Regions from separate parts of the Zea mays genome. Here region 2 is linked to region 1. The links are chromatin contacts, called in public Hi-C maps. All regions are on one chromosome and are shown on one strand. The core of a region is the stretch at or near the end of the contact, and the rest is flanking DNA. Distances in the headings are between cores, read along the strand shown.

Region 1 (2,978 bases), core at 436-2,935:
CTGAATCTGCCGTGCCTTCCCTGGCCTCCGTAGACAGCTGTTCTTCCACACCATTACGGTCTAATTGCTGTTCTTCTGCACCAATGACACGCAGTTGGCGACGCTCGCGGTCACCATCCCACCCATCTCGCCGAAGGCGTTCCCGTACCAGCTGGTGCCCCCTGCGCCGCCAGCCACCGCTCACGCTTCCAGCGGCACCTTCCCCCACCAAGGCAAGCGTGGCTGCCCGTCCACCGCAAGGCGGCGCCCAAGCCGGCTGCGTCGTGTGCGGCTGGCTTCCAGAGTGCAAGTAAGCTGCATCCGCAGCGCTCCCAAGCCTCGGTGTTGTCGGGACGGAGGCACACGGTGTGGCGCGCGACGACATGAGCAAGATGCGGGAAGGTGAGAGAAAACAGAGAAAAGAGATACATAGGTTGACATGTGGGGTCCATATGCCAGTGCTAGGCTGTATGGTAAAACCACAACCCGTTTGGACCTAACTGAGACCCAAACAACGATTAAGGCTTTAAGAGACACACTTTGAAAGTTTATGGACCGAGATGACATAGCACGACAAGGACCGGAAATGTATTTTACTCAATATAAAAGTAAACCTAAATGTCAAGCCTACATCTCCCTTACCTACAATGATATGCTAATGAAATGCTCATCTGCCAAAACCAGAAGTTTGTTTAGCAACGAAGGTTACCCTACTTGTGCAGAAAGCAGAATCTAAAATATTATTCTATGATGACCTAGTCATCTGAATGAAAGAGCAAACATAGGACATAAAACTAGGGCTAGGAAGAATGAAGAATGAACCACATGCAACCCAGTGTGCTCAGCATTATTAAGTAAGCAAATTGATGAACAAAAGACCATACCACAGTAGCAAGCCAGTTAAGCATTCCCGTTCACAAAGAGGACGCTGAACTAACTAGCCATTAACGAAAAACGTATAAAACATATAGAATGTAAAGGTATTTCCCCCATAATTTTCGACACAATCCTCCACGCACCAAACCCTAGCTAAAAGAACCAGTGGCAGCACCAAATCCTGCTACGAATCCAGCCTTGTCACCCATATTTTAGCCCACGCCACACCAAAATTCACTCGTGCCTCCCAATCCACAAACCCTAAAGCCCAGATGGACAGATCGAAGCACGAGATCGGGTTCAGGGACTCACAGGTCGCAGATCTTAGAGTGGTCGCGCGTGAGGATGCTGTATCCGACAGAGAGGCGGGTGTCCGCCGCGACGACACAGTAATCGGCGCCGGCGATGGCCACGCAGGTCCTGCAGGACCAAACAGACCCTCGTTAGAGAACACATAGGATACGGCCAGCAGGCGAGGTGGGAAGGCCGCAGGGAGGCTACCCGCCGTTGTTCTCGTAGACCCAGTCGCCGCGCCTCGACATGGCAGTGGTCGGGGTGGGCTCGCTGCACGGGTTGCTAGTGGTGGAGCCACCGGAGTTAGAAACACGGGAAGTGGAGGAGCAGCTGACACCGCCTTTCGTTTTGTTTCTTCCACCTTGGTCCTTTCTGGGCTATGGTCCGTGGGTCCGTGGGCCGAGGTGGTCTGGGGTTCTCCTTCAAAATTTTAGCTCCTCCAGTTTTCGTCGAGAAAGCTATTCGATGATAAAGGAGTCTAGCTCTTTTTTCCGTCTCTCGTTCTCCTTTAATTAGCTATACGTTGAAAATAGAGTCTATCATATTTTTTATAACTCATTCGTCCTTCTTTAGCCAGCAAAGTGGTACTATCTAGGAACATTATGTTTGGTTTTATGTTGTATTGGGTTTTAATGGTTCTCACGGCCCATCTGTGTGTAACGACTCATATGTGGTGTAATGGTCCATTGGACAATTGTTAAGCGAGAAGTAGGAGAGAGGAATAACGCACGAAGCTGGTGCTTTAAAAGAGCAGAGACTAGTTAGTTGCTCGTACTTTACTACGATTTTTATATATCATATAAATAGTGTTGACATCTTTTGGAGGGCCAAATACCAATGAACCCTAGGGCCTCCACACGACGTGCAAAACCTTGGGGTAGGCTCTACGATGCAGCCTTGAACTCTACCTTTATTTCTGCTCCACAAGCCACCACCTACTTTGGGGTCAAACATCAATGAACCCTAGATCTCGCTCACGGGGAGTCGAGACCTTGGGGACCTTTTTGCGAGGTGTCGAACGGTTGGCAATAGGTCACCAGGTGAATGCAAGGCTAGTAAGGCATAATGAGAATAGGCAAACACGAAAAGCTTCTATGTTGGCCAATTTTCCAATTATGCTAGAAATTGGCCTACGTGTTCGAGAGTGCTTTTACTGCCCTCATCTGAGAATTTAGAGAAATCTGGAACACTAGTCTCTGGAGGGTATGGAACGGCGTCCCATCGAGGGTCATATGGCCTATTTACTTCCAAACTTCATCCATAGTGACCGATGGTAAGCCATCGGTCCTCGAGGCATGGGGCTTAGGTGGCCAGTTATCATTATGATGGCCTTTTGTACCAAGATGATGAAAGATGGCTTCCAATATAGGCCATGAGGCATACGGTACCGCATCCCGTTGTTGTGTGGTATGGGATGACCCTTTCTAGCTCCGCAAGGGCCAAAAAATATTTGGCCTCATGTGTGGTTGGTGGCATGTTGCGAATACATTGCGATGTAGGTGGGATAGAGTATGAAAATTGTGCCTTATGCGCAGTACTATGTTCTACGTATACATATCCGAATGGTCTGGCGTAAGGTGTCGGACGGTCCACAATGTGTTCGGATGGTTCGAGATCATACTCGGACTGTCTGGTCATACCTATAGTTGTGCACCGCATATCGATGGTGGTGGTGGTGGTGGTATACTACGTCTTTGATGCACCACAGGCGGGAAATAGTAGTGTTGTTGAGGTGGGTAGAAAATTGTGTGTTGTAAGCATCACCCTATTCTGTCTAGACGTACTTGCATGGTCTGGGCGGGGTGGCCGAACGATCTGCGAAGGGACCG
Region 2 (3,038 bases), core at 406-2,905, 180 kb after region 1:
TCCTGCAAGGCAGCCTTGTATAACAGATGAACAAATTGATTTCTTTAAAAATCATGCTTGCCATTTTTTTGCTACTCAAACTGTATTGATCAAATCCACTATGGTGTCTAATCAAGCAATTCTTAAAGAGTCAAGCTGCTTCTCTAGCCTCAACTCTGTGGGATCATTCAGCGCACCACTTACAGCTTTTTCCCATCCACTTGGCACCAAAGCATTCACCTTCGCTAGTCGGCACAACACTGACTCTAGCAATACCACATCTCCTTCCTTCTCAATCCCCTGGACAAACTTCTGTGCACCATCGTTGCTTGGCGCAAAACCCTTGAAAACCATCTCATCCAAAACCTGGTTTGCTTCAAGAAACTCCTCAGCAGCACACATCCCATCAAAGAGCATTCTGTAGGTCACCACATCTGGATGGCACCCCTGCCTTGGCATATCCTCAACCAATTCATGTGCATCCCGCCACCGGCCCAGCTTGCACAACCCTGCAACTAATGTATTATAGCTCACCGCATCCGCCTTGCACCCATTCTTCTGCATATCGTCAAGCACAGCGAACGCAGCAGCAAGATCCTTCTCATCCTCACAAAAGCCTGCGAGCATGGCATTGTACACCACCGTATCAGCCACAACCCCACTCCCCTTCATCTCCTCCAGCAATCCAACTACCGCACCTTTTCGCCCTACCTGGAACAACGCCCGTACAAGCGTCGCATACACAGCAGAATCCAGCACAAGATCTGCCTTCCCTGCCATCTCTTCCTTGAGCGCCACCGCAGCATCCACATCCCCTTTCTCACAGAGCCCCTTGATCAGACTTGTATACACATACACGTTCGGCAACACGTGGTACTGCCGGACCATCACTTCCTTCACCTCGAACGCGCCTTCCAGCTGGCCAGCAGCGCACAGCGCGGCGACGAGGGTGCCGAAAGTGACTACAGTCGGCGCGATGCCCCGTCGCAGCATTTCGTCGAACATGTGGCGCGCGTGGGCAAGGGAGCCGGACGCAGCCGCTGCCCGCATGAGAATGTTATAGGTGCACGCGTCCGGCGGGGTCCCAGCGTCACGGCAGACGGCGAGGAGGTCGCGGAGGGGAGCGCGGCAGGCGAGCAGGGCGTGGAGGAGGGCGTTGAGAGCCCTGGCGGTGCGGGGCCCAGGGAAGGCCGGGTGCGCGAAGGCGCGGCGCGCGGCGGCGGGGAGGCGGGCGCGGCCGTAGGCGGAGACGACGCGGCAGAGGAGCTGCTCGCGGGGCCGGGGACCCGAGGAGGAGGCCAGGCGCGAGAGGATGGACTCCATGGCCGGGAAGAGGCGCGCGGCGGCGAGCCTGGAGATGATGAGGTCGTAGCAGCGGAGGGAATAGCGGAACGGGGTGGCGGATGCGGGAGGGTTGAGGAAGAGGCGGAGCGCGGCGGCGGGGTCCGGCTCGCGGCGGAGGGCCGCGGCGAGGTGGTACGACGAGAACTTGTTGCCCGCCATGGCGGCGTCTCGTACGTGTTACTTACTGGACAAGGCAGTGACCGTTGATGTACATGCAGGCCATCGACGTCGATGGAGTTATGCGGAGGATGATGGGTCGTCTGAGGCACAAAGAAACCTTCTGAGAACAGAAATGGCACTCTGATCCAGCGACGTGATGCTGTCCAAGTTCTGTATTCACAGTCGACGAAATGGGAGAAGGTTCCAGTGCCACGATGGGATTGCATATGGACAGAGCACCCCCACCAGACGTGCTGGGTTCTCTTGTTCAGTTCCCATTGCGGCCATGCCGACTGTGAGAATGACACTGATCTGGCTCTGCTGTTGTTTCGGAACTCGGATGAAGCTGGAATTTGGACCCTCGATCGCTAGTTGTTGTTGAAGGCGGCAGTGGCATTGAAGTCGGGCGACCGATCGGTTGGTACGGGGTCTCCATGGATTGGGATTGCGGTTTGGATCGTGATCAAGCCTTAACCTAGCCCCATGCTCCCATGTGCTTATGTTGTGGTACACCTGTGTTAACTGCTCCAGCTACGGTTGTGTTGAATGATTGATCAGTCCTTCGGGACGGCTGTACATCCTAGTTATTGCCGTCGCCGGGGTGGTCACGCATCCTGGAGTTTATTGGGATGTAGGGTGGCCCTATGCTTGCCGCGGCTTCCGATTAGAGCAAGTACAGTAAGGTGGCCCTAAGTCTGTGTGCAGCCAATGCGACGGGCCTCTCACTCCCCTAACACTGTATATGTTTAGCGTAACGAGAGGGGCGCAGGGGACACCCCTAAAGCCTCTCCTACAAGCAACAGTGTTAGCGCTGAGAACAGTGCTTCGCCAGATCCAAACACCGGCTTGTACTGTTCAATTAATTGTTAGTAGAAGAAAAATTGATAGTAGATGGAAGTAGGTGTAGTAAATGTTATTTTATGGTTGTAGTGGAGTATAGGGAAAGTATTTAGGGGAAACTGCTGCGGAAGATGAAAAAGCAGAGGATGAAATGTTGATGATGTGACCAAAAAAGTGATATAGGGGTAGAAATTTAGAGAAAACCGCTGCGGATAGCCTAACACTGACCAGATAGCCTCTAAACAGCTCCATATATCATTCGAATTCTAGGTAGCAGGGTGAGAACACGGAACATAGGAGAGAAGAAAATGAAGAAAATGGGTGCTCGTGAGGAGCCTGACTCCGTCACATTCTACGAGAAGCAAGAGTGACTCCATCACATTCTAGAGAAGTAAGAGTCTGTTGTGGGAGTTAAGGCTGACCTTTTCTTTTTTCAGCCAATCCAAATCATTCCTTTCCAACTTAGAGTCACATAAAAATAAGGTTACTATATATGTTCGTTTTATAGTTGGCTTTTGATGATGTGGCAAGACCATAAAGCCTTCAGTTGGTTCTTCTATTAACCTTGTTCTTATTGACTTTCTTCGCGTGTAAGAACTCGTTTGACGCGTCAGATTTTTTGTCAAGTTGAGGTCTTGTTTGGTTTTCACGGATTAGGGGGCTGAAATGAATCCTACCCTGATTGCTTCGGTAACTTATATAAGTTTTGATGAGCT

Evidence for each region. A called contact is a pair of places that touch in the nucleus more often than the background predicts.
Region 2: a contact with region 1 is called in a Hi-C map of ear, with 4 times the contacts expected there. The contact joins the promoter of LOC100285499 here to the promoter of LOC103632974 in region 1. A contact is called at or near these places in 5 of 25 Hi-C or Micro-C datasets (ear, endosperm, leaf and 1 more) and 1 of 3 datasets of contacts at active chromatin or transcription factors (leaf).

The regions. Positions count from the first base shown.
Region 1 is chr7:142,666,445-142,669,422 of Zm-B73-REFERENCE-NAM-5.0, forward strand. LOC103632974 (proteasome subunit beta type-1) reads right to left here and starts at 1,686. Exons shown (of 7, transcript XM_008654675.2): 1 at 1,357-1,686; 2 at 1,168-1,275. The coding sequence starts at 1,397.
Region 2 is chr7:142,849,252-142,852,289 of Zm-B73-REFERENCE-NAM-5.0, forward strand. It overlaps LOC100285499 (rf1 protein), which reads right to left and starts at 1,656. Exons shown (of 1, transcript NM_001158391.2): 1 at 1-1,656. The coding sequence starts at 1,482. The coding sequence ends at 112.